5 separate regions of the Mus musculus genome follow, and all the other regions are linked to region 4. Evidence: chromatin contacts called from public Hi-C and promoter capture Hi-C data. All regions are on one chromosome and are shown on one strand. The core of a region is the stretch at or near the end of the contact, and the rest is flanking DNA. Distances in the headings are between cores, read along the strand shown. Region 1 has its middle 91 kb from the start of Gm31754. Region 2 has its middle 18 kb from the start of Gm41507. Region 3 overlaps Gm31641 (predicted gene, 31641). Region 4 holds the start of Kcnj6 (potassium inwardly-rectifying channel, subfamily J, member 6). Region 5 overlaps Gm31641 (predicted gene, 31641).

The links. Promoter capture Hi-C pulls out the DNA fragments that hold promoters and counts their contacts. A called contact is a pair of places that touch in the nucleus more often than the background predicts.
Region 1: a Hi-C map of cortical neurons shows a contact between it and region 4, with 3 times the contacts expected there. The contact joins the enhancer-like site here to the promoter of Kcnj6 in region 4. A contact is called at or near these places in 3 of 39 promoter capture datasets (the HPC-7 cell line and hippocampal neurons), 3 of 484 Hi-C or Micro-C datasets (cerebellum and cortical neurons), 4 of 115 datasets of contacts at active chromatin or transcription factors (embryonic forebrain, embryonic stem cells, forebrain and 1 more) and 1 of 9 other capture datasets (adipose tissue).
Region 2: a promoter capture Hi-C map of hippocampal neurons shows a contact between it and region 4, with 7 times the contacts expected there. The contact joins the enhancer-like site here to the promoter of Kcnj6 in region 4. A contact is called at or near these places in 1 of 39 promoter capture datasets (hippocampal neurons), 3 of 484 Hi-C or Micro-C datasets (cerebral cortex, forebrain and nephron progenitors), 4 of 115 datasets of contacts at active chromatin or transcription factors (embryonic forebrain, embryonic stem cells, forebrain and 1 more) and 1 of 9 other capture datasets (embryonic stem cells).
Region 3: a contact with region 4 is called in a Hi-C map of cerebellum, with 2.2 times the contacts expected there. The contact joins the enhancer-like site here to the promoter of Kcnj6 in region 4. A contact is called at or near these places in 1 of 39 promoter capture datasets (hippocampal neurons), 6 of 484 Hi-C or Micro-C datasets (the N1E-115 cell line, cerebellar granule neurons, cerebellum and 3 more) and 4 of 115 datasets of contacts at active chromatin or transcription factors (astrocytes, embryonic forebrain, embryonic midbrain and 1 more).
Region 5: a Hi-C map of cerebellum shows a contact between it and region 4, with 2.9 times the contacts expected there. The contact joins the enhancer-like site here to the promoter of Kcnj6 in region 4. A contact is called at or near these places in 2 of 39 promoter capture datasets (cranial neural crest and hippocampal neurons), 5 of 484 Hi-C or Micro-C datasets (the N1E-115 cell line, cerebellar granule neurons, cerebellum and 1 more) and 2 of 115 datasets of contacts at active chromatin or transcription factors (embryonic forebrain and neural progenitor cells).

Annotation. Positions count from the first base shown.
Region 1 is chr16:95,147,803-95,152,780 of GRCm38.p6, forward strand. No RefSeq gene overlaps it. Among named protein-coding and RNA genes, the nearest start is that of Gm31754, 91 kb to the right of the region's middle. Within about 2 kb of position 2,934, at least 22 of the 459 cell types and tissues checked have an H3K27ac peak or open chromatin away from gene starts, as enhancers often do. A contact at or near this core is called in cortical neurons and hippocampal neurons, where this site is marked.
Region 2 is chr16:94,740,732-94,746,093 of GRCm38.p6, forward strand. It overlaps a transcript of Kcnj6 not described here. Among named protein-coding and RNA genes, the nearest start is that of Gm41507, 18 kb to the left of the region's middle. Within about 2 kb of position 3,195, at least 68 of the 459 cell types and tissues checked have an H3K27ac peak or open chromatin away from gene starts, as enhancers often do. A contact at or near this core is called in cerebral cortex, forebrain, hippocampal neurons and 1 more, where this site is marked.
Region 3 is chr16:95,182,477-95,187,594 of GRCm38.p6, forward strand. Gm31641 (predicted gene, 31641) reads right to left here. Exons shown (of 5, transcript NR_153766.1): 5 at 2,061-2,980. Among named protein-coding and RNA genes, the nearest start is that of Gm31754, 56 kb to the right of the region's middle. Within about 2 kb of position 2,970, at least 3 of the 459 cell types and tissues checked have an H3K27ac peak or open chromatin away from gene starts, as enhancers often do. A contact at or near this core is called in the N1E-115 cell line and cerebellum, where this site is marked.
Region 4 is chr16:94,995,000-95,000,136 of GRCm38.p6, forward strand. Kcnj6 (potassium inwardly-rectifying channel, subfamily J, member 6) reads right to left here and starts at 2,697. Exons shown (of 4, transcript NM_010606.2): 1 at 2,188-2,697. Gm31407 (a long non-coding RNA gene) reads left to right here and starts at 3,229. Exons shown (of 2, transcript XR_385080.4): 1 at 3,229-3,725.
Region 5 is chr16:95,200,960-95,206,423 of GRCm38.p6, forward strand. All of the region lies in intron 3 of Gm31641 (predicted gene, 31641), which reads right to left. Among named protein-coding and RNA genes, the nearest start is that of Gm31754, 37 kb to the right of the region's middle. Within about 2 kb of position 1,717, at least 7 of the 459 cell types and tissues checked have an H3K27ac peak or open chromatin away from gene starts, as enhancers often do. A contact at or near this core is called in cerebellar granule neurons and cerebellum, where this site is marked.

The DNA of each region.
Region 1 (4,978 bases), core at 1,684-4,183, 150 kb after region 4:
TGGGAATTCTGGGAGATTTTCCTTCTGTGGAGCCCCGTGCTACCTACGGGCTTCCCAAGCACTTCCAGCCGTGGGTCAGCGCCTCTGCCAGCCCTTCATCTCCTTATGCATTAACCTTGCCTTGGGTCGGCAGATCCATTTCCATCAGAGCCAAAAACAGTATCCAATTTTCCATCCATTAGGTAATGTCTTGTGATTAAATACACACCTCAGGATGCTCTTTGCTGGGAAGGCTGTTCCCAAGGTCCCCAGAGGAGTCCATCAGTGACTGTAACTCATTGGACTTGGAAGCTGTGGCAGTTAGAAAGTGCTTCTCATACAACAGGACCCCGGCTCATCTCCACTCATGCGAACAAGAGAGTCACCGCCACAGAGTGAATTCTTACTTTTATGGTCCATTCATCATTGATACAAAGTAAGGAAACCTCCAGGCAGCGGAGGCAGGGGCCAGCATCCTGGCACGTGACCCTGAGGCCCGTACCATTCTTTCCCAACTCAAGCCGTTTTTTCTTCAAAGGTTTTCTCCTCATCTTTGGTTTATCAGATGGGTGAATGGTGTACTCAGCTGTGTTTAGTTTGAGTCTTGGTGTTTTCTGGGCTCTGGGATCTGGGGTCTGCTTCTGTCCATCTAATACCTGTTGATTTTGAAATACGCCCTGCCCACCTGCCTTGAATGGCAGTGTTGCATCTACTTGTTTTGCTTAAGCTGCTTCTCAGTCTGGACTGTTTTTCTGTGCCCCCTTCAAACTTCGAGATTCTCTTTTCAGATGGGACCTGTCTGCTAATGGCGAGGACGTCTTCCTTTACTGTTAGCGCTTTGGTTTCCAGCACCTCTTTTTATCTCTTCCTCAGAGTCTGCCCTCTAGTGACACTGTTTGTCCGTTCTTTCAAGTTATCTCCTGTTGGCGTGGGCAAGTGGAGGAAGCATATTTTCAAGTAACTTAATACTTTAAAATTCTGGTCTTTCACTAAGCAATGGAAAATCCCCAAAACTGATTATTATGCATTGGAGAGCGCTTCGATTTCATTGTAAGATTATAAACTGTTGTGTTCCCAGGGCACTTACTGTGAGCAAAAGCTAGATGGTAAACTGACCAACTAACCAACAGTAAGCATAGTTAGCTATTTTCTATCCCAAACACACTCTATGGGCTTAATTTCCCAGAACAGCATTTAATAGGAGACCACAAGGCCAAACCAAAGACGAACAAAAATGTAGAGTTCTGACTTCAAGCCCATGACACCTGATTCTGGAAGGGGTGCTAGCTTTCATTCTTTAACAAAAACTACAGTGATCTTCTCCATCTGTGGTCTAGCAGCCACTGCCCCCAGTGAGCAGATATAGTCTGGACCCTTGAAACACAGTTGTAGTAGTTTGCCCTGAAATGTCAGTATTTGTTTTTATTTTGGGGGTGTTATTGTTGTTGTTATTTTACTCATGCAACAAATGCCAAAGATTCTCTGAGAAAAGTCTTCTTGATGCTGTGACCTTGGAGTGTTGGTTCCTAAACTCTTTACGTGTTGGGTCTTAGAGAAGAAGACCCGAGTTGCCCCGTACACCAGGGTCCCTCACTGGGTTCTACAGAAGAAAAAGCAAGAGGCCATGTACCTGAATTTTATGGAGGAAAGGTGGCAGTCAGAGAGGCCTGAAATGGCTGTGGCACAAAGTCCAGGATTTTCACACTACCCACAGCCAGCCCTTCTTCTGAGGACATCTTTGACTGGATCATGGGTATTTCTGAGGAAGGCAACAGGGAAGGACCACCAAGGTTATAACCGCCAGCTAACCTTTTCCTGTGTTCCAGCCAGTGATAGATCTACTGTCCACACAATCATGGAAACCCATGAAATTACTGAGCCGTAAGACTCTAGAAGCCCCCTTCCCTGTGTCAGGCAGGGTCTTACGTAGCACAGGCTAGTCTTGAACTCTGAAGCTGAGGCTGACCTTGAACTCCTGGTCCTCCTGGCTCCAATTCCCAGGTGCTGAGACTGTACTTGCATTTTATAGAGGAAAGATGGCAACCAGAGAGAGATGAAGTGGCAAAAGACTCTGGGCTTCTCACCGTGCCCACAACACAGCCCTACAGGCACGCACCACCATGCCTGGCTTCCTGCACAGCCTTTTTAAAGGAATGCAGAAACTGAGCCATGCTCCACAGAATCTGTTTCAAAGCCACAGCTAACTCTTGACTGCACTGGGGTGTGTGTTCTACTTTTAGCAAGGCCTTTTGATTTTATTCTATTTGTATTTCATTCTGTTCTATTCCTTGTGGATTAAGTCTTCTCTGAGAACATATATACATACATTTGTGCATATATGTATATGCATATGTGCATATATATGTACATGCACATCCTGGAGCCAGGAGTTCAAGGTCAGCCTCAGCTTCAGAGAGTTTAAGGGTCATCTGTGCTACATAAGACCCTGTCTGGCACAAGGGAAGGGGGCTTCTAGCATCTTCCAGCTCAGTAATGTCATGGGGTTCCATGATCTATCACTGATTAGAACACAGTAAAAGGTTAGGGGGCTGATATAACTTTGGAGGTCCATATACATATGTATATGTACATATGTAACCTTGGAGTACACATGTATATGCACATATGGATATTTACTCCTTAGGGGCATAGGATCTGGCCCTTCATGTTGTCATTTAACTCCTCAGGATGTTTATAAAGGCGAAAAAGAAATGTATAAAGAAAGGAAGTGAAAGAGAGCACTGTGAGACAGGAGTGAGCAGCCAGCCTGAGCTGGCTCTCTTCTTACCTCGTCACCAGGCAACAAGAGGCATTTCACAGACCTGCCACCACCCCTATCGCTCTGGCATTCCATTTGAGGCCACGTTGGAAGAGAGATGAGGAAGGTTTATGTTTCTCTTGCTCACTGATGAAGGATGAGAAAGATGATTAAGACAGAGAGAAAAAAGGACGGTTAACCTATGTCACAGGAAAATACTGACTCACAATGAGACGCCTCGGCGTGAGTCATCTGAGGACACCCTCACTGTGCTGTTTTTGTTTTGTTTGTCTAAACTATTATATGGCTTTCGTCACATGCTTGCCTGTCTTGAGTCTAAGCTCTCAGAGTGGGCAGGAACCTGAGGGTCTGCTTCGTGCTATTAGGATCCTCTCTGAGCTTAGGGGAACTAAGGCCAAACCTGTTTAACAGTGGGCCAGATTTTTGACTCTCTGGTCAAAATGAATGCTTGCCTTTTAATTCCATGACTTGGTCTTCCTTACTGCACAAATACATACACAGATACATTCATACATGTATACACACATCACACATGAATAGATATATATATACACACAAATGCATAGATATATATTTACATACATAATACACATAGATACATATTTACATATAAGATACATAGTTAAATACATGCACACATACATATATATGTATCTATACACATGTAAACACACATGCATATGTATACATATACACACATGCACGCACACATACCTACACACATACATATACACACATACTTGACAATTGAGCAACTAATGAAAGCACAGTTTTTGTACCAGTTTGATAGCTTTTACGGGATGAGAGCCTATATGAATTCTGGTACGATGCTCTTTTATTTCTATGTTTCTCAAACTGTGAACCAAAGTGTCCAGAATAAGTACTTTGAGCTTAGTAAAGCTGGCTATAAATAAAGCCAATGTGGCAGAGGTTTGGAATATAGAACTGCCTATTTCTACCCCAAAGCATGAATGAAACATGGTCCCTGTGGGGATTAAGGATTGCTTTCTCATCTGTACTGGTAAATGGATCTTAACTGGAGAAAGTCTCGAATTATATTAAAGGCAACATGTCCAGGTCCAACTGTAGACATGACCATGGCAGCTGTAGTCGCCTCTGTCCCAAGGTGAGTCAATCTGAGAGGCCCTGTGGGTTCTCAAGACCACAGGTGGCACCGAACCATATATAATGTGTGTGTACATGTATGTGTGTGTGTGTGCTTGTGTGTGAGAGAGAGTGCATGTGTGTGCAAATGCATACTATGTTTCTCCCATGTACAAAGACTATGATAAAAGCACAATTAAGAACAAGATAGGATGTCTGCAACCCAGTCCTGAGATGAGAATCCAGTGAACGTAGACTCTCCTGTCTCTCATATACACACACGTACTCATTACCTGTGCCGTGGGAGTTGATACTTGACACTAGGGATCCTCTTTGTCTGTCCTTAGTCCCTGGCATACCTTCTGATGTGGGGCTATCAAGCAATGAAATCAGAGAAACCTCTGTGCAAATCATGCCTTGTCAGGAAGTTGATCTGAAATCTAAGACAGTCATTAGGTGCCTGGGAGTTGAGTCAGGTCACGTCAGCACCATGAGTAGACTGACAGACGTGGGTTGCATTCTAGGCTGGAAGGCAGAACCCTAAGAGACAGCATCCCATAACTCAGAGAATCTGTTATTTGAAAGTGTAAATGTTTGGTTCTGGAATTTTCCATGTACTACAAGCTTACAGGTGAAGGTGAGCGACTGAAACCTTAGAAGGTGAGACTGGCTATGGAAGTCTACTGTGCCATTCCAGGGAGCTTACTGCATAGCTTGTGGGAGCCAAAATGAAAGTTAATTAACTAAACATTTGCCTTTGCAGAAAGTCATTCATCAGACTAGATTATTTATTTATTTATTTATTTGTTTATTTTTGTAAAAAAAAAAAGGAGTGGAAACATTGTTGGTGTGAAACAAAGTTTGGGGAAGTTAGTTTTGTTTTGTTTTGTTTTGTTCTGTTTTCCTATCCTTGGCCAAATTCTGGCCCCACTGTAGATGGAGATATGTAGAAGAGGAGATAGTCTAGAGAAGAAGAATTAGTTTAAAATGATCTTGGGAAGCCAGGCAGAGGTGCGTGACCACTCTGAAATAGATTGAGAAAGACACACAGTGACACAGAGGACAGGCGTGAGGCTCAGTCCCCAGCAGGCAACAGGGAAAGCGTGGGAAGAGCTA
Region 2 (5,362 bases), core at 1,945-4,444, 250 kb before region 4:
AGGCCTTCATCTTCTATCTGAGAGGGATCACCCGCACGATCCATCTACCAGGCATTCTGAGGCAGGCCAGGGCAAATAGATATAACATTGCCTCTTGATTTAGAGTTATGGCTGATCCCAAGAGATCCCGGTGTGTCTCTGGGAGCAGTAGACCCAGAATGGAGATGATGGCCACGATCAGTATTGTTCCACCAAGATCTTCCTTCTGATCCTGGTGTGAGGAGCCTCTAGATAAGCTCCATGCAACTGGGGTGGTCCAGCCACTGTGTGATGGGTCCACCATTCCAGTCACATGGACAGCACATGGACAACACTCAAGAAAAAGTTCCACAGGCTCGCTCACAGGGCTGGTGGGCTCATTTTTCTCAATTGAGGCCACCCCTCCTACCCAGATGCCTCTAGTTCATGTCAGTTCATGTAAAGGTGGACTGCACACGGATAGCACATGGACAGCATACAGACAGCACACAGCACACAGAGCATACAGACAGCACACAGATAGCACATGGACAGTACATTTACAGCACATGGACAACACATGGAGAGCACACAGACAGCACATGGACAGCACATGGATAGCACACAGACAGCACATGGAGAGCACACAGACAGCACACAGATAGCACATGGACAGTACATTTACAGCACATGGACAACACATGGAGAGCACACAGACAGCACATGGACAGCACATTTACAGCACATGGATAGCACACAGACAGCACATGGAGAGCACACAGACAGCACACAGATAGCACATGGACAGCACATGGACAGCTCAAGGATAGCACATGGAGAGCATACAGATAGCACACAGTTAGCACATGGACAGCACATGGACAGTACACAGATAGCACATGGACAGCACATGGACAGCTCAAGGATAGCACATGGAGAGCATACAGATAGCACACAGTTAGCACATGGACAGCACATGGACAGTACACAGATAGCACATGGACAGCACATGGACAGTACACAGGTAGCAGATGGACAGCACACAGAACGCACACAAACAGCATACAGACAGCACATGGACAGCATACAGACAGTACATGGAGAGCATACAGACAGCACACAGCTAGCACACGGACAGCACATGGACAGCACAAGGATAGCACATGGACAGCACACGGACAGCACATGGACAGCACACGGACAGCACATGGACAGCACAGGGACAGCACATGGACAGCACACGGACAGCACATGGACAGCACATGGACAGCACACGGACAGCACATGGACAGCACATGGACAGCACGTGGATAGCACATGGACAGCACATCGCGGACAGCACATTCACTAAGTGTAAATTTTGTTTGTGGACAAGGTGGATGGCTCAAGGTCCCCACGACTTGATTATTACTCTCTCCTGAAACCTGTGGTTCACAGTGGGGCAAGATGCTGAGAGAACCTTTCATGAGTGTCAGGGTCTTGGCTTTTAGGTGACAAAGACCAACTGTCACACTGTCAAGCAATCACATGGACGGAAACATTCACACACTCAGCTCTCAGATCAGGGAGACGTCTGTCCCGGGTTCTTCACACCAGTCATGAGGCTCGGCTTACAATGACCTTACACATCCATTCACGTCACTGTCCACCACACAGTCTTGTGACATCTGTAGATAATGTGGACAAAGAAAGAAACCCTTGAACTCAAGTCGACTGCAGAGACCCACCTGCATTGTCTTTAGTCACCTCTCATTTGTTCTGGCAAATGTTTTAACAACAGGATTTCCAGAGAAACCTAAGTCCTCATCCGTAGAATGTGTCAATTTCTATGGTGTAAATTTTCCCCGGGAAGACTGGTTTCAAACTCCCAACTTGCTGTCTGTGAATACGGAGCTGGGACGGGACATGCTACCCCGCAAACATGGCAGGTATCAGTAGCTCCAGAAATACAGGAAACTATAAACATAGCGAGACAATCAGGAACAGATAATTTGAATGCTTTTCAAATGTGTGTGTTTAACACAATTCAATCAATTGTAAACATGTAATTTTGTGTTTAGTGATGAATGGAGAATCCTTGGACATGCAGGTCCTGGCACTTGAGGACAGTTCCAGCCTGTCCCAGCTCTCTGCTGCATGCCCTATCATGATATTCTACTCCTGATGGGGACTGACCTACAGTACAATCCAGAAGACAGTGGCCAGTGACTGCCCCCATGAGTACTGCTACAGAGGAGTCCCATGAGTAGACTGGAAGAGTTTAGGGCTGAGGTAGAAACTAGCAGACAGTCAAGGATTCCTGCTTATAAAGTTACTGTTGTCTCCAGATCTGCTCAAGCCTGGCCCCTGCTCTTTATCTCCATCCACTGATGCAGAGTTCCTGAGCTACCTACCTACCTGGTGGCCAGCTCAGAACAGGACAGTTAATAAGGTCATCGAGACCCAATATTAGCCAGTATTGTGTCCGTACTGGCCTTGGCTCCTTGGTTGATATTCTACAGATTCTTCCTGGCTTAAGGCTAATGCCCCACACCATGTTGGCAATGAGAGTTTGTGCTTGCTTTGATATCTTCTTAAATACAAAGTGTGCATATACTGGGTCATCTCCAAAAGTTTACTATGTAACCAACAGTCTAACTTTCAATTCAGTGTTACAATTGTGTGATTCTCACTGTAATCTGCAATGCCATTCTGGACTGACTAGCTACTTCAATAGTCTCTAATCACTTAGCGAGAAAGTGAGACCTATGTTGCTGATGTTGCTGGGTGATTAGCCTTAGGCCGGGTATGCACAAAGGGTGCCCCACACCTATCACAAACACACTAACGGGTGCAGTGTCTGTTTGTTGTGGTGGTGTTTGTCCCATGATAACAGCCACAGCCCATGAGAGAGAGATGCCATCCGATCCCAAAGTGGAAAAATGATGTTTTTTTCAGACTAGCTAAGTGGGAAAGAAATAAGACCTAAGATGCATTTCCAGTGGACCCAACAAGCCTGCTTTGTCCTCGGTTTACCTCAGCAAGGTCTCTCATGTCTTTGGGATTCTCTTGAGCCTGGTCTTCCAGAGTCTCTTCTGGAGACAGGGTTAGCTCAACATTTTGACAGAAAATAGAAACCAGGGCTGCGGTTGAAGGAGAATGTACCCAATCAGCTTTTAGGGAGAGCCATAATGGGGAGGAAAGATCATCATGTGTTGTGTGTGGCAGGGCTTCCCAGTTGGACTCTTGGTCCCCACCTAGTGGTACTGTTTTGAGAGTTGGCTGAGACTTTGGGAGGTGGAGCGTGGCTGGGAAAGCCAGTCCCCAAGGGTGCATTTCAAAGGTTGGTTGATCCTCTGCTGGTTTCCTAACGCCCCACAGCCAGCTTCTCTCTGCTTCCTGTTCAGCGAGCTGAGAAGCCGCTATCACTCCCTGCACCACCATCCTCTGTTTCAGCACAGGCCCAGAATCAACAGAGCCCAGGAATACCGACAGAAACATCTGACAACAGATGCTTACATAAATCGTGCCCCGTAAGCCGTTTGTTTATGTCAGGGAGCATCAAGTCTGATTGGTGCATTAGGCAGTGAGCTTGCAGAGAGCTGTTGGTGCTGGCTGGAGAGGACTGAAGTGAGGAGACTCACCCCAGCATCGCCCACAGGGAGTGCTTCCTGTGAGTCCCTCGACTCTGCTCTTTGGAGTCCCTCTGGGTGTAATGTCTATCCCTTTTGCGCAGCTCCATGTGGGTGGTGAGTGTGGGAACACTTACCTTCCTTGGCCACATGCTGATAAATGCCTGGGTCACAGAGTGAGCAGCAGACTCATTTCACAGATGTTCCCCACAAGGCCCGCCACATGCCAGGAGGTGCTGTTTGGTCAAAATGTCAGACACTGGTAGAATGAACAGCTGTCTGCCAAAGGTGGGTGGGTGGGTGGGGGTTGCACTAGGTAACAGTTCCTGGCTGGCAGAGTGAGTTGTTCACAGTTTAATGCATTTGTAAAAGCGTGAGTGTCTGTGGAATATTTCATCACCCACCTTTGAAAGAGAGAGGGAATCAGGCAGGGAACCTTGGGCAGTGCACGATGCTGAAGAGATGCAGGCAGAGAGATCACAAAACAGAGAGGAAAATGTAGGTGGGTGGAGGGGGAGACTGTATAGTTATGGAACTGCCCTTGGATTCTGGGTGCAAGCTCCCACATTTTGAATGACCCCATGGCAGCTCATAGCACACTTTGAGATGAATTCACTCTCCTGCCCGTAGAGTAGGATGACATCTTTGGGCGAATATATGTAAAGAAACCGAGACCATATCAAATTATTCTTTTATTGTTCCAGTCAAAAAAAGAGGAACGCCTCAATATGTAAACAGTTTCCCTAACACAGCGATTTCTTAAATATATATATTTATTTATTCTAAAAAAATTTGGCATTGTAGAGATTTCTCAATACATAATTTGTGCTTTCGCATCAGGCATGCTTTCGCCTTGTCCGTGCGCAGACATACTTGGATTGAGTACAGGGAGTTACAAAAGGATCGGAAGGTGGGTCGGGAGCCAAACCAGGGCTGGAGCTCTGCCTGGCTTTCACTTGTAAAAAGCATTGTGGGGAGGGTGGCAGCAATGACCTCAGAAGCAGGGGGCAGCTATTTTACTGCGAAGAAATCTGAAGCCTTGATGGGAGACTTTGGGGAAGATGTTTTTCCCTGTGTTTTCTTGGCATCTCTAGAAGGTCATTGGTTTTGCTTAAAGAAAGCTACGGTGACTGTCCCAGCATTCTCAGCATATGAATTTGCTGGGCTTATAATCAACTATTCCATGACACTGAAACTCCACTTTTTCCTTTTTTTTTTTTTCCAGGCTCACTGAATTATTCTGGGGTGCTTGACGGTTGTGTCAAGGACATCTTGCTTCGGTTCAGTGGAGACTGTCCTTTTGTTCAACCTTAAGAGTTAGGAGCTATTTTGACACCGTGATGGCTTTAATAAACTACGGTCTGCATTCCTCCACCTTCAGCTCAGAAACTTCTACAGTTTAGCACCAGTTTTCACAATGTATTTTTACCAAATTTCCTGGGAAGCCACCTGCCCTTTGTAGACTAGCCTAGGCACTGTCCCCTGGCCCACTACAGCCATATCTTTATGTCTCAAGGTGGCTCCTCTTTATGGCATGACTTTTCCTTGGGTTTTCTCCTTCTGAAGCCTACCCAGACCTCAACAATATCAAGGTCTACCCCTCCCTGCCACACGACACTACTGCTTACTGTCCACACAGAGCCTGCCTCGCTGTTGTTAATTTCCAGGCAATTGGTTCTAGCTGTCCTTCTGGATTAACTAGCCTTATCCCTAAAACTAGACTGACTTTCTTCATGAGTGATGTGGGAGTTAGCTTTTGCTCATAGGGGCTTGCGTGCTCACTCAGTAAGAGT
Region 3 (5,118 bases), core at 1,720-4,219, 190 kb after region 4:
GCCTACAAAAACTGGAAGCAAACGGAAAACAGATGGGGATTCTTTAATCTGATTTTTAAAAGAGCCCAAACAAAGATAAGCATGCAAGAAATAAACACAAAACCCCATGATTTCTCACTACGGATAAAGCTGAAGGAGTGCGTAGAGGCTTTGCTAGCTCAGGAGTCCACAGAAGGACTTGGCCTTTAGCAGGACATGCTTCATCAGGCTCAAAGCCTCTGCATGGGTTACAACAATCAAGAGAACACGGACTTCAAGCCCAGCAAAGTCAGCCTCTTGTGCTGGCAGGAGACAGCGTGGGGAAAAGCAAAGCAAAACAAGGGTCGGGGAGATGGCTCAGTGGTTAGGGGAGCATGGGACTCTTGCACAGGACAGGAGTTTAGTTCCCAGGCCCTTGTCAGGGAGCTCACAATGGCCTCTAACTCCAGTTCCCTTCTGGCCTCCAAAGGCACCTACACATACACAGGAGAGGGGTGGAGGGTGGGGGCGAGGGAGAGGAGAAGGGAGAGACAGAGAGAAACAAAGAGACATAGAAACACAAGGAGACACAGAGAGACAGACACACACACAGAGAGAGAGAGACATAGAGACACATAGAGAGAAAGAGAGACAGAAAGAGAGACATAGACACACACACACACACACACAGAGAGAGAGAGAGAGAGAGAGAGAGAGAGAGAGAGGGAGAGAGAGAGAGAGAGAGAGGGAGAGAGAGGCCAAGAAATATACAGATAAATAAAATTAGACAAAGTAACAATTCTCACATAATTTTCAAATAAACATGGTTTTATTAAATGAACATTTAACAATTTAAACCATAAGTTAATGAGGGAACTACTTAAGATGTTTCAATCAGATCAAAGAATTCCATACACAGACCCCCACACACAGAAAATCAGAACTTGGGAGGCAGAGGCAAGTAGATCTTGGTGAGTTCAAGGCTACCCTGCTCTATACAAAACAGTTCTAGACCACCCAGATCTACATAGTGAGGCCCTGACTCAAAATAAATAAATAATTCATCTGTTTAATTAATTAATTATAATTAAAAGCAAGATGATTTTATATTCACAGGGCAACAGTCAAGGGCACACCTCCAGAAAATAATGTATTTAACTGTTTAGAGGACAAGCCTCGGCTGCTTTAAAGTCAGTTTTCTTTTGGAGTGTTAAGGCAAGAAGAGCAGATCCCTGCACACAGGCAACCTGGGCAGGGTCCCCACTTACCCCCTGCACACAGGCTCCCTGGGTAGGGCATCCAGTCACCTAGCTGCCCATTTCAAAGTCCTTCCATTTTTTTCTTGAAAGTCTGAACGTCATCTCAATGTTAACTGTCTGTAAATATTTGATTTGAATGAACTTTTCCACACTTTGATATTTCTGATTGTCTATGTACACAGTTCTCAATAATTCCTTATTTTAATTTTCAAGTAGAAATCACTGAAGTGGTATACCACTCACAAACAAGCCCACAGGGTGGTAGCTAACACTTGTAGTGGCCCACAACCTGCTTTACCCCAACTTCTAGTAAAATGGCTGCATGGAAATGTACAAGGGAAGGGTGGCCTTAGCTACTGTTGTGTAGCTGTTTCCTAAGAATGGGAACCTTCCTTCCTAGGGAGGAAAAAGATTCCTAAGACCCAGGAAATACACAACATCCAGGAAGTTCCTGAAACTTAAGATGATCTAAAAGCTCATCAAGTTCCAGATTCACAGGACCCCCTTCCAAAGGATATATATATGTATATATATATATATATAAACAGTTGCTGAAGAGAGAAGATTCATACTGGAGCCGCCTGGAAGTTGGACAGGGAGCTCCTGAGAGATACAGCTTTTGAGAGTCATCATCTATGCTTTTGATGACATAACTTCCTTTGGGCCACCCATGCTCCTGTAGTAACTAACCACAATAAAATTACATATTTGCCATGCTAGACATGGGTAAGATGTTTCTCTCATTTTGGGATAAATAGATGATGAATAGATACTTGTCTAAATCTACCTGTGTCTTAGTCAGAATTTCTATTCATGCACAAAACATCATGACCAAGAAGCAAGTTGTGGAAGAAAGGGTTTATTCAGCTTACAATTCCACATTGCTGTTCATCACCAAAGGAGGTCAGGACAGAAACTCACACAGGGTAGAAACTTGGAGGCAGGAGCTGATGCAGAGGCCATGGAGGGGTACTGCTTACTGGCTTGCTTCCCCTGGCTTGCTCAGCTTGCTTTCTTATAGAACCCAAGACAACCAGCCCAGGGATGGCACCACTCACAATGAGCCCTCCCACCCTTGATTACTAACTGAGAAAATGCCTTAAATCTGGATCTCACAGAGGCGCTTCCTGAAGGGAGGCTCCTTTCTCTGTGATAACTCCAATTTGTGTCAAGTTGACACACAAAGCCAGCCAGTACAACCTGAAAACATAAATTGCCCAAACAATATGAATCTATAGCCTTACCCACAATCCATTTCCTTGTTGCCTGTTTGCACCCAAATGTCCCGGCTGCTAAGGTGTCACATATCTAGGTGCCTGACAGTTTATGGAAGGCAAGTGTTTCTTTAGCGATCTCCTAATATCCTTAGCTGTGAAGTTCGCCTAGTTTCCCGGGATAGGTGGTTTATTCAAAGCCCTGGGGATACGGATGCATGGCTTGACAAGCATGAGATTGGAAGGCAATGAGCTGTCCCACTGAGGAAAGAAGTGTCAGAGAGCCAAGGGCACTCTCTGAGGAAATTGGAATCAGAGGCCACAGAGGCAGTGCACAAGAAAACAGAGACCCTCAGGAAAGAGGACACCTCTCTGTCGCTGTTCTTGGCTGCACTGACAATTGCCAGAATAAGCCAAGGCATCATTTTAAAGGCTGAGGACAAGAGGAGAGCTCTGGGGCTGGAACTCACCTATGATGCTTGTTGTAGGCCGTTGGCCTTGTGCAGGCTGGGCAGCACCTCTGCCAGCTCTTTCTCCTCACCAAGGATGCTGCAGGCGGCAGAGAAAAGGCCTCTTGTAATAAAACCAGCCTCTGTGAGCCATTCAGAGATTCGTGATAGGGATCACTGCCCAAATTAATTTGCTAGCAAATAAAGCATGGGATGCCAACATCAACAAGAGAGGCTGCCAGGCAATAGGTCAGAGCGAAGCACAAGTTGTGTTCCCCTCTGTGCTTGCGGCTGCAACGGCCTTAGAAGCCCGGGTCTTCTTTAAACCACGATGACTTGATTTTGCCCGTGATATTTCTTTTTGGGGATTTCAAAGTATAATTTAAATTTTTGGTTTAAGTTTTTATTTTTAAATGCTAAACAAATTTTCATGTTTACAGGGTGATATTCTTATATACCACAGAATGAATGATTATGTCCGGTAGTTTCTATATTCTTTATTTCATTCACATAGTTACCACTTTAAAAAAAAATAACTTTCTAAGTTAATATTGAAAGTAATTGGTTTCATTATGGTGTTTTCTTTTCCGTTTTTAGGTTATCAGTGTGGTGTGTGTCTGTGTGTGTGTGTCTGTGTCTGTGTGTACATGTGTGTGTGATAGAGAGGGATACATGTGTATTGCTGTGTGTGCATGTGTGTGCCTGCATGTGTGTGTGCATGTGTGCTTGTGTGTGTATGTGTACATGTGCATATGTGTTTGTATGTGTGTGTGCGTGCATGTGTGCATGTGCATGTGTGTGTGTGTCCACATGTGTGCATGTGTGTGTGCCCATGTGTGTGTGCATGTGTATTTGGTACTCATGTGTGTGTGTGTGTGTGTGTGTGTGTGTGCATGTGTGTGTGTGCATGTATGCATATGTGGTCAGAGGACAACTTTGTGGAGTTGGTTCCTTCATTCTCTGCTCTGAACTTTGTCTCTGTAACTCCTTCTAACAGTCCCTGAGGGCATCTGCACATATGGCAAACAGACACACATATACACAAGTAAAAATAAAATGAATCTTTAAAAAATAAATTAAAAATATTAACATTCTATTTCTAATATCCAGAGACTGCCCCACTTGGGGATCCATCCCATAAACAACCACCAAATGCAGATACTATGGCAGATGCCAACAAGAACCTGATGACAGGAGCCTGATATAGCTGTCTCCTGAGGGCCTTTGCCAGTGCCTGGCAAATACAGAAGTTGATGCTCACAATCATCCATTGGACAGAGCACAAGGTCCCCTGTGAAGGAGCTAGAGAAAGGACCCAATGAGCTGAAGGGGTCTGAAGCCCCATAGGAGGAACATCCATATGAACTAACCAGTACCCTCAGAGCTCCTTGGAACTAAACCACCAATCAAAGAAAACACATGGTGGGACATATGGATCTAGCTGTATATGTAGCTGAGCATAGCCTAGTCAGTCATCAATGGGAAGAGAGGCCCTAGATCCTGTGAAGGTTCTATGCCCTAGTATAGGGGAATGCCAGGACTGGGAATGGGAGTGGGTGGGTTGGGGAGCAGGGGGAGGAGGGAAGGGATAGGAGATTTTCAGAGGGGAAAGTAGGAAAGGGGATAACATTTGAAATGTAAATAAAGAAAATATCTCATAAAAAAAAAAAAACAACCCAGGGCTGGAGAGATGGCTCAGTGGTTAAGAGCACTGACTGCTCTTCCAGAGGTCTTGAGTTCAAATCCCAGCAACCACATGGTGGCTCACAACCATCTGTAATGGGATCTATGCCCTCTTCTGGTGTGCATGAAGACAGCTACAGTGTACTCATATAAATAAAATAAATTATAAAAAAAAAACCCAGAAGTTTGCTAAATTTTAAACACAAATTCTAATCATAAATAGAATAAGAAGTTTACAACAGAGATGTTTGCCTGTGTTCCCATTAAGACTAGTTATCTAGCTAGACATTCATTATCTATCACTAGCTACACAGGTTCCTAGAGAGTCTAAAACCATAACTTTTATGACTATGTTGACATTGCAGTTTTGTATAGGTAAACCCAGTCAATATTTTATCTTCTGCCTTTTCACCTACAATAAATTGTTAGTTCCCTTTTATGACCTTTGGCTAATTGTAATTGTTTACAGCTCTAAGGAATGTATCCCTAAGTTGTAGCTGCCTGCTTTCTACCTCAGAAGCAATTAACTCATGACACGTGGAGACTGGCAGAGTT
Region 4 (5,137 bases), core at 1,447-3,946:
ATTCCTCCCCCCTCACTGTGTCTGCAATCGTGGAAGCCAGTTACCGTGCTCATAAGCTGACTAGAGGAGCTCACAGCCGGCTTCTGCCTCCCTAACTCTTGCTCCTCATGGTGCTGAGGACCCAGCCAAGTCTGGATGAAGGGCAAACTGTTTCTCTACTCTCTTGGATCTTGGGACCCTAGGCAGGAGTTGGTTGGCTGGTCTCTTACTGGTCAGGATGCTATCATGGCACTTTCCCAAAATCTATGTCCAAAAGAAAGTTACAGAAGGGTGTGAGAGAGGCAGGAGCCTGTGAACGTTTTCTGTGAGTCAGATACTTGGTTCAAATTCAACTGTTTTCCTCGGGATCTGATCTCACTCGAGCACACGTGTGTGTGTGTGTGTGTGTGTGTGTGTGTGTGTGTGTGTGTGTGTCACACACGCGCTTGTGCGTGCGTGTTTCCTTTCCTCGAGGAGGGATATTTTCTATGTTCTCAGGTCAGCTTTGATCTTTTGCGGTTTCAGTGTTTATTTTGAGCAGTTACTCTGATGCACCATCATGCATGAAATGGTTGATTTGCTAACTCCTGTGTGCCACATAATTCCATGGATAATCTGACACCCGAATTCAGCACGAACAGGGAATTTGATAGATAGAGATTGCCTTCCCAAGACCACAAGATCTAGAGTTTGCTAGGGGCAGCCATCCTATCAGGGACATGAACTCGCTGCACCTTGCTCTGGCCTTGGTGCTGAAACCAGAACCTGCTCAGAATGGCATCTACGGAAACTTTGCCATGTTGGAGGAGAGCCTGACAGGATATAAGTGCCCTCTCGTGGATCACTCTTAGGGAGCTGGACCCAGCTGATACCCTAGGATACCCTTAGGGCACACGGTGGGCATTTTTTTGCCTGGAGCCAAGAAAGTTTTGTCCAACGGTTTTTCCTGTCGCTGGAGCTGCTATGTCTCCTCCCACCTGGGTCGCCATGGAGACTCAGCGCCTTCCTTCTCCAGGCAAAATGGGCGAAGCTTAGTTAGCTCAGCCCTGATTGTAGCAAGCCCACTTTCTCGGACATTGTCCTTCTCCATTTTTATTTATTTATTTATTTTTTACCAAAAGAAAGCTAGCCAGGGCATTAGTGCTTGAACGGAAGTGCATAGCACACGGTACCTGAGAGCTCCCCAGGACCCGGAGACTTTGGAGAAAGCAGTTGGGAGCACACTGAAGCTATAATGAATTGCAAACTCCCAGACACTGGAGGGTTCCCCCCTCTCAGTCCTCTCCTTTTGGGGGAAGTAGAGGTGAAGAAGGGGTTGTTTGGAAAATTCTGTTATTTCCTTTTCAATAAGCTCAGGTTGTTTCTGTGACCTTTTCTATGTAGATCTGTTCCCCCTCTAATATTCTCTCCATATTGAACCCTGTATATATACCTGTGGATCCACCCAGGGCTTATTAGGCGTGGGGAATAAGAATACCATTTCAGTTAAAAAACTAACCCAAGCTTAACGTCTTGATACAAATGAACACATATCCAGAGAGAAGCTAAGTTAGCAGATTCATCTAGCCCCTAAATGCCATAAACACTTCGTGTGACCCTGGTGTTCCCTGCTTTCAGTTAGTTTACTTAGTCCTTGTCTTTCATCAGCACGGCACATCTCGGGTTTACTGATGAAGACTATGAGAAGTCCTCCCCTGTCTCAGGTTCATTTCGCCCTTCTGCTCACTTTTCCTCCTTCGCATCCTCTCCTCTTTATGCCCAAACAGAACAAGGCTACCGCTTTCCACCAAGACAATGGGCTTTTCCTAACTCTCCCTGCCTACCCCACCAGCCGCCCCTGCCTGCGGGATCATCTGTATGTTTGATCTTCACTAGAGGTGCTGGAGCAAGGTCCACAGTAACTGACCCATTCTCTAGCGCCCAGGGCAGGCAGACCCCTCCTCCCGCCACCCACCCAGGCGAGTTTTTAAGCAGCTAATGAAAACCCTATGAGACACATTTCCTTTTGGTTATGTAACCAAAGGCAGCTTTTCCTGCCTCTGGTGGACTTCAGCATCATGTCTCCGCTGAGTAGGGAATGCAAGCAGCCACAGTGGGGCTGGGGACCTGGCAGCCAGGACCCGAAGGCTCGAGGATCCTAGGACACGGAACATCTGTCTGGGATCCATGCCAGCTCCTCGCTTTCAGCAACTCAAACGCACTGCTTACCTTGTAGTGGACAGGGTAGGTTCACTCCATCCTGATCGCCTCTCTCGGAACGGAGCAAGATTCAATAATTCACTCCACGGTGAATGGCGAGGGAAGAAAATACAAGAAAAGGAGGAAACAGACCAACTGGAAGCAGATGGTCCAATTTCACATCAGCCCCGGCAGGCTTTCAGGAGACTCCATTCTGCTGCTAGCGGTTGGGTCCAGCTCCTGCTCCAGCTCCGACTCGCCGGTTCCCGCGGATCCCCACCCTCGGCCCGCCCAACCTCTCCAGCCAGGTGCTGCCGTCTGGTGACTGGCTCCCTCTGGCTGGAGGGCTGGGCGCTGGGGCCACCGCGGGGCAGAGGAGTGCGCGTGTGGGCAGGGACTGAGGAGGAAGCCCGGTTGCGAGGAAACTGGGGGACAGCCTTGAGTGGCAGAGGGAATAAATCCTCGTTTAGGAGCAAAGTGATAGACCTTGCAGGGAGACGTCATGAAAGCCGCAGATTCAACGAATGCTACTCGGTTCCAGCCCCACGGGCTGAGCCGCGCTGTCAGCGCACGAAGCGACGCGTCTCTGGATAAAAGCGGGCGCAGCGCCGCGCGCTGGAGAACCGAGGCGACACAGTGATCAGCTTCGCGGCGAGGCGGAAGAGATGGAGCCGGACCCTAGCTGCCCACCCTTCGCCCAGCCTCTTGTTCTTTTTAACCTGCAGTGGACTCAGGCGCTAAAACAGGGGAGCGCCACCGAGAAATAGGGGTTTCTAGTGCTGGGCGTGAGGAGTCTTTGGGTCTTAGATGCACAGGAACCTTCCATTCCCTCATGTCACTTAAGTCCTAAACTTGAGGATCAGTTTATGCCTACTTGTTATAGCTTCTCTTTTAGCTTTGACGAAAATTGAAAAGTGGGGTTTCTTCACTGCCATCCATTGGGCTGAAATAGATCACACGTGGCCAGCACAGCCCAGAGAGGCCTTAGCCAGCAAGAGGGGCCTGAGGGTGGGGGTGAGGGGGGGGGCCTGCAGCCCAAGACTTTGCTCACACAGATCTAAGAGCAAGTCTGTGCTGTGCTTTCTCTATCCTATCCACCACTCCAGGGACGTAGTGCCAGCTGCTGCCCCCACCCCTACTTTGGTTAAGCTTTCTGAGCTTTCTGAGTATAATCTCAACTGCCTGTAAACACACACACCCCTCGGACAGCCACCTAGTTTGGATTTAACCTGCTTTTGCATGGTTCTTTCAGGGGGCATCCCACAGTACAACCTGACTTTCTTTTACGGTCATTTTGCAAGCAGTAGCTCATTTCCAAAGCCTTCTCGCATCTAGCTTCCACCCAAGTACAGACCTGTTTATGCATTTTTAACCCAAGGAGAAATAGTTTCGCAAGGGTCTGTAAAAGTAATTGACACCACTGGCTGATAATTCTATAATGGCCCTATTAACCACGGGGTATTCTGTTTACTTCACAGCTCAAGAAGGTGACCCTTTCTGATGAAGGGATTCATCGAGATCTGCTCTTAGCAGTGAATGATATTTTATTCTAAACTCGCGCTCTAAAAGTAGGTGTGCATGCATGTTCATGCATGCGTGTGTTGTGTGTGTGTGTGTGTGTGTGTGTGTGTGTGTGTGTGTACCCACAGAGTATAGAAGAAAGCATCATATTACCCAAAGCATGAGTTACAGGGAATTATAAGCTGGGTAGTGTGGGTGCTGGAGTAGAATCTGGGTCCTCTGTAAGAGCAATGCAGGCCCTTAAGCTCTAAGTCATCTCAGCCCCTATTTGTATCTTTTAATGTCTCTCAGGAAGACTGTCTGCTTTCTGAGCCAACTTTGCTACAGAAAGGTGTTTACCTCAGTTTGCATCAACAGCTGGGCCCTCCTTACCCACACAGGCTACGAGTTTGTATTTGTTGATGATTTTCCCCGAGGGACTGTGATCTCAGTTGCTCGTGCCTCAGCTTTTGTGTGGCATTCAGAGGCATTACTATGCACAACATGTGATCTTATGCTACATAAGTCTGCTGGGCTTAGCAATTGTGTCAGAAATGAAGACAAAGCAAGGCCCTGGCAGAACAATGCCCTAGGGGCCTAGGGGTGTTAGCCCTGGAACATTAGATCAGTTCTCAGCACTACTGTGTAAAGAGTGCTTTATTTAATCTGCAAAGTGGGCATGGCTAGTATATATTTCCATCAGAATTTCCAAAGTGTCTTTCTCACAGGGCACTTGAAATTAGACAGTGGAGATATGTTCTATCTCCATTAACCCCCCAGAACCCCCAGCATGAAACTGCAGCTAGGGTTGTGTGTGGTCCTCTGAGCTTCAAGAATAGTACACAACTGTGCTTTGAATGGGACAGGTCACATTTAATTGGCATGGGGTTCTGTGAGGCCATCTGAATTCATCTATTCCCTGGAGCTCGGACAATGAGATCTGCCTGAGTGTATCAGTTGTGCTCAGGGGCTGCAGGATGCTGCCCCTCAGAGCCCTCAGGGACCCACCTCTCAAACTCCTGAAGCACATTGCACTTGCATGTCTGCAATGTCTCATGCCTGTCCTACAGTGTCAAATGCAGGCCAGGCAAGGAGCCAGGAGGATTTCCTCCTAGAGGTAGAGCTGTGCTCCGAAGCTGACATTGGCCCTGGCTTTTAGGATTAATTAATTATACAGGTGAGCCTGATCCCTCCATATATCAATTCTTAATAGAGGCCTATTAGCCAGTAAAATCGACGGAATGAATGATCTCTGCGGGGCACCATTTGTTTTGGCCTATCCTTTTCCTCACCACGGACTGGGTCAATTTACAGCTCAGGCTGTCTTCCTGGTGCATATGCAGACCAGCCTTGCCCTGAACTGGTGTGCAGGGGTTTTCTGGCTGCTTGGTCAGGGCTTGTTACCAACTTAAAACCTTGGGTTCCCATGGAAACACAGTTCTTCTGCTCCTGACAACTCCCCTACAAGTAAAATCGACGT
Region 5 (5,464 bases), core at 467-2,966, 200 kb after region 4:
TTATTCACTTATAATTTATTTTTGTTTTTATGCATGCATATCCATGCCTACATGTCTACATGTATACATGGGGTGCTGGCAGAGGACAGAAGAAAGCTCAAATAACAGGGTGGCTGTGAACCACCCAGTGTGGGTATTGAAAACAAAACACTAGTCCTCTAGTCCTCTCTAAGACGAAGTAGTACATGCTCTAACCACTGGACTACCTCTCCAGTCCTCACATCCCTTGATTCTTGACAACTTAAGGGCATTCTGTCTCCCTCTCATTGCAATGACAGTGACATAAAGAACAACAATATAGCAGGTGTTCCAGGCCATCACGTGAGCTGCCCTGTTCAGGAGGGCCCAGCATCCAGTCCCTGGGAGGTGAAGACAAGAAGCAGGTAGAGCAGGGGGAGATGGGCTTTGGTTTTTCATTTCAGAAACAAAGCCCAAATATGGTCTTACCAACCTGTTGCTGATGGGAGATCAATAAGAAAACTCACAATCTCTGAGGGAGGTACCAACCATCATGACATAGAGAGGTCTGGGCCTGGGTCCTGCTTCCTATGAGTTCTTGTGGTTAGATGATGACAACAGAAACATAAATTTAAATTTGATTATTTGAGAATGTCTGAATTTATTCTCAAGTGACTTGCTTACTGCAAAGTAACAATTCTTTTTAGACAAAGTGCTCTGCTCCACCCCAAGCCGTCACCCTCAGGAAGCCATACAACTGTTACATATATGGGAAGCCCCTGCCTATGCTGGACTCCGATTCCCTTTATATACACAACAGGCAATGAAACCAAAATGATAGATGAGTAGGGAGAATCCTAGACCTCCCTGTCCTTAGAGCCCAAGATTTGATGGCAAGCACTTTCATTGGGTGTCTTAGTTAGGGTTTTACTGCTGTGAACAGACACCATGACCAAAGCAACTCTTATAAAGGACAACATTTAATTGGGGCTGGATTACATGTTCAGAAGTTCAGTCCATTATCATCAAGGTAGGAGCATGGCAGCATCCAGGCAGGCATGGTGCAGAAGGAGCTGAGAGTTCTACATCTTCATCTGAAGGCTGCTAGTGGAATACTGGCTTCTGGGAAGCTAGGATGAGGATCGTAAAGCCCACATCCACAGTGATACACCTACTCCAACAGAGCCACACCTCCTAATAGTGCCACTCCACGAGCCAAGCATATACAAAACCATCACATTGGGGCACCATTACCAGAAGCCTGTGTCTCTCTTTGCTGTGCTGTGCTATCTTACCCTTCTCCCTCGAATCAACAAAGGTGGCATGTGCCTTGTCCTTGATGGTGACAGAGGGGCACAGTTGACCTCCATCAGTTCTGGAATCATCCAGATTGACTCTGACTGGGCCTTGGAGCTGGGAAGGGAAGGTTGGTGCTCTGGTCAGAGCTTCTGCCCCACCCTGAAGCCTTCTGTTTTTCTCCTTCCACACCATCTGTTTCTTACCTACTTAATGACTGTAGTCTGATTTCCATCTGGTCATCCTTCCCAAATCCAGGGGTGCAGAATACAACAAATGGTGATAAATGGAAAGAAAGGAGTAATAGACGTTTCAGCACTGATCATCTACAGATTTACCAACAATTATAAAGTTTGGCTCTCCTTCTAATTCATTTTCATGTGCGAGCCAACAGTGATCAGTCGTATTAAAGGCCAACATCGCTGCTATGTTTTTCTTGCCAAGTCAGCTGGAGACCAGATGGTTATACTGACTTCCCCTTGTGCCTCACTCCTCCCAGGAATGGGATATTCGAGGAAAAGTTCAACCTCTGGGCTTGCCTTGGGGAACTTTGGTTTTGTTTGAAACATCCATAGCTGTAAGCCTCTAAGTTATTGGCTGTTTCTCTCAGGAGAGTGATACAAGGTTATGTCTGAAGGTAAGTGCTCCTTGTAGACCAGACAATCTGTTCTGCTCTGTCCCTGTACCCTCCTGAAGGCAAGGTGGCCACCAGGTAGTATGTTTTCTCCTCTTCCAGATGAGATGACCTCCCTGGCTAATCAATATTTTTCTCATCTCCTGGGGGTTCATCAAGCCATGTGCCCTTACAAAAACACAAGGGTCCAGAGAGAAACCCATCCTGAAAGTGAACCCACATTCTGACATGTTCCAACTTCGAAGTGAAAATGACAGGTGAGATCCCTGTGCACCCCACCTGCTGTGCTGGCATCAGTGATGCTTGACTGCTTGAATCTGTTGCCAGGCAACAGCATGGGGGCAAGGTATGTTGGGGAAGTAACAACAGACCTCAGGCTCAAGACAGTGGGTTGATCTGGACAAGTCTGGAGACCTTGGCTGCTATGTGTGAAACACAACAGAAGGATCTGGCACAGGATAAGCGCAGTTTGCCAAGCACTGCGGGGCATCTATCTTACACCCCACTAACTGCTGTCTTGCTCCTGAAACATGCCATTTTCATAATTGCATCCTGTGTCAAGAAGATGCCATTACCTATGAATGCCCGCATGTGGTGAGCCCTAAGGATGGAGTCTCTGGCTAGTATTCAAAGTAGACATCAGCACCTCTCATTCCTTCTTGTTGTTGCTTATAGACAGCTCCTTCACTCCCACCACCCAGTGTCTCTGGGCTCTGGAGAGAAAGGGGTGTTAGCATCAGTAGCAGATATTTGCCATGCAAAGACTTAGTGTCCAGGTACAGCAGCCATATCCATCCTACAGATGAAGACAAGGAGCTCAAGAGGGGTGACCCTGGCTGAGGTTGCAGGCTAGTGCTCAGGACCAGGTCCTAAACCATGGCCTTCTGAGGTCTGCAACTGTGATCTCCATTAGAGTGGAAAGTGGGGTTCTCAGTTGTGAGTGGTTATGCATTTGACAGGGTCTCTTAGAAGATCTGGGACATTTTTGGTTGTCACTGTTTCTATGTCCTCGTTGGTAGGATCAGAGATGTCGCTGCATAGGATATCCTTACAGCCAGAAATGCCCTCTGTTGAGGTGGGAATCCCCAATGAAAAGAAAGCACAGCACGGTGCACACACAGAAACAGTGAGTCTGTCACCATCTACTGTCTATTTATGTACCTATCCACTCTCTATTTGAGCTGTCTCTTGTCTACCTACTGTCATCCATGCCTATGAAACCTCTTCATGTATACAGCTATTATCCATCTACCACTTACCTGCCATCTAGCTATTTACCTATCATCTATAATTATCAACCTAGCCTGTATATCTATTGATATCTCATCTATTCAGCTCTATCTTTCATCTCCCCCCACCCCCAATACCAGCTAAAACCCTAAGTCTTTTGATAGATGGGATGAGGTAACTTCGGGATTTGGCTTTAGACTCAGAATGCCTGGTCTTTTGAAAGAGACTTTAAAGTTTTCATAAGTCTTAAATCATTTAAAATATTTTTAAATTTTTCCAGTGTGTGTGTGTGTGTGTGTGTGTGTGTGTGTGTGTGTGTGTGTGTTGTGGACACATAGTAGATGCCTGGAAGTCAGAGGACTTCCGGGATCTGTTCTCCCTTTCAAATTCAGGTCATCAAGTTTGGAGGCGCATGGCTTTACCCACTGCTCAGTAAAGGTGGAGGTGCCCATCCTCCACCCTAAATGTAATTCTACTCAGGAAATTACAGAGTTAAAGCATATTATAAGTTATTGTTCCTTGAAGGTGTGGTGGTGTTTGTGAGCGTGTGTGCATGTGTGTGCTTAAGTGGTTTAAGTGTTTGTGAATGTGTGTGTGTGTGTGTATGTGTGTGTGTGCAGCGGGTTGACTCCTGGTTGGTTCCTGTGGACTTTCCCTTTGACTATGGAAAGTCCGGGTCTTCCCGGAGACTTTGGACTTGTATTTTGTCTGCACGCAACCTTGAGAAAATGAAGCATTGTGCCAAGACAGGTTGTTTGAGCAAGGCTTTGGTCAAGGCTGTCCTTGCTGCCACTCCATTCTTATGGCATCGAATTCACTTTGTATGTTGTATCAGTCACATACCCCATGTGGCTTCAACACACAGCCACACATGTTATAGCAAGACACACCACACATACTGTTAACATCTTACATATTATATTCATAAAATCACACTAACACGTGAACCATTATGTCAGCACACACGATATGCTATAATGATAATTACACATCGTATCAACAAATATTATACATGACATTAATAATACCTTGTAGACCATACCCCCAAATGCATATCATGTCTTGGTTTCTTTTCCTGTTGCTATGATAAAAATCAAAACCAAAGAGAAGAGCAGCTTTAGGCAGAAAGGGTTTATTTGACTCACAGTTTGGGTACAGTCCCTCACACAGAAAATTCAGAGTCGGGAGCCTGAGTGAAGTGGGCGCCCACTCCATCCAGTCAAGACCAGAGAACAATAAGTCAATGCATACAGGCAAGCACTCAGCTCATCACCTCCATTTATTTGGGGAGCGGCTTCACCCACAACCAAAGTGGATCTCCTCACATCAATTAACATTATACAGACAGTCTCTTACAGACATCCTCAGAGGCTACTCTTTATGGTATCAATCGCTCACAGGTATGCCTAGATGCTTGCCTCCTAGCTGTCAAGTTGACAGTCAATACTAACCACCATAAACCTCACAGTGGTGCACAGTATACATTATCAGTAGCCTCTATATTACATCATGAACACATTACAGAACTGAGTGATGCATTATATGTTACATTGACAGTGTGATGCATATCATATCAGCAAGTATGTATGCAAGCAACATATCACTTATTGTACCACTATACATTCACTATACATCACAGTGGTGACTATGCCACATTGTATCATCAACCCCTGGTATTAAAGCGACAGCACAATGCATGACACAGTCAAGACCCATCTTTGTATCACATCAACAACACATCACTCTATTAACAAGCTACATTGGTAACACTATACCTACTCCATTAGCACACAGTAGGGACACACTCCATAGTAGGAGTTGAATGCTTTGCATATCCTGTTAATGCACACCACATATTATATTAATATGTGCATCTTGATGTTCAGCTAGAGGAAACTTCACCCTCTCTGGTCATCTCAGTCCTGAAGTTGATGTATACACTCTGATTCCACAACATCCAGACAGTTCCCTGCCATGTAGTTCTTAACTGGGCCCTCCCAGAGCTACTTGGCTGCTTGAGATTCCCAGCCTCATTACATCAAGGCAAGTAGACAGTCCCTCCATGACATTCTCCCTGAGGTACTGGTCAATTGAATTTACTCACCAGTAGCTAGCTGCTCTGCTAGAGTGCACACACTAGCCAGGGAGGTGCCAGCTTTTAGGAGCACCCAGAGCTCAGGTGGCCATTTCTGGGTACTCACCACCTTCAATATGGCAGCCTCCCCTCAGAGAGGAGACAGCATAGTGGCTGAGTGGATGAGATTCCTGTCCTCATAGAGGGAGACTGGGCCCACCCATTAATGATTCACATTTGAAGACAGAATGATATTATATCTAAGCCTCCAG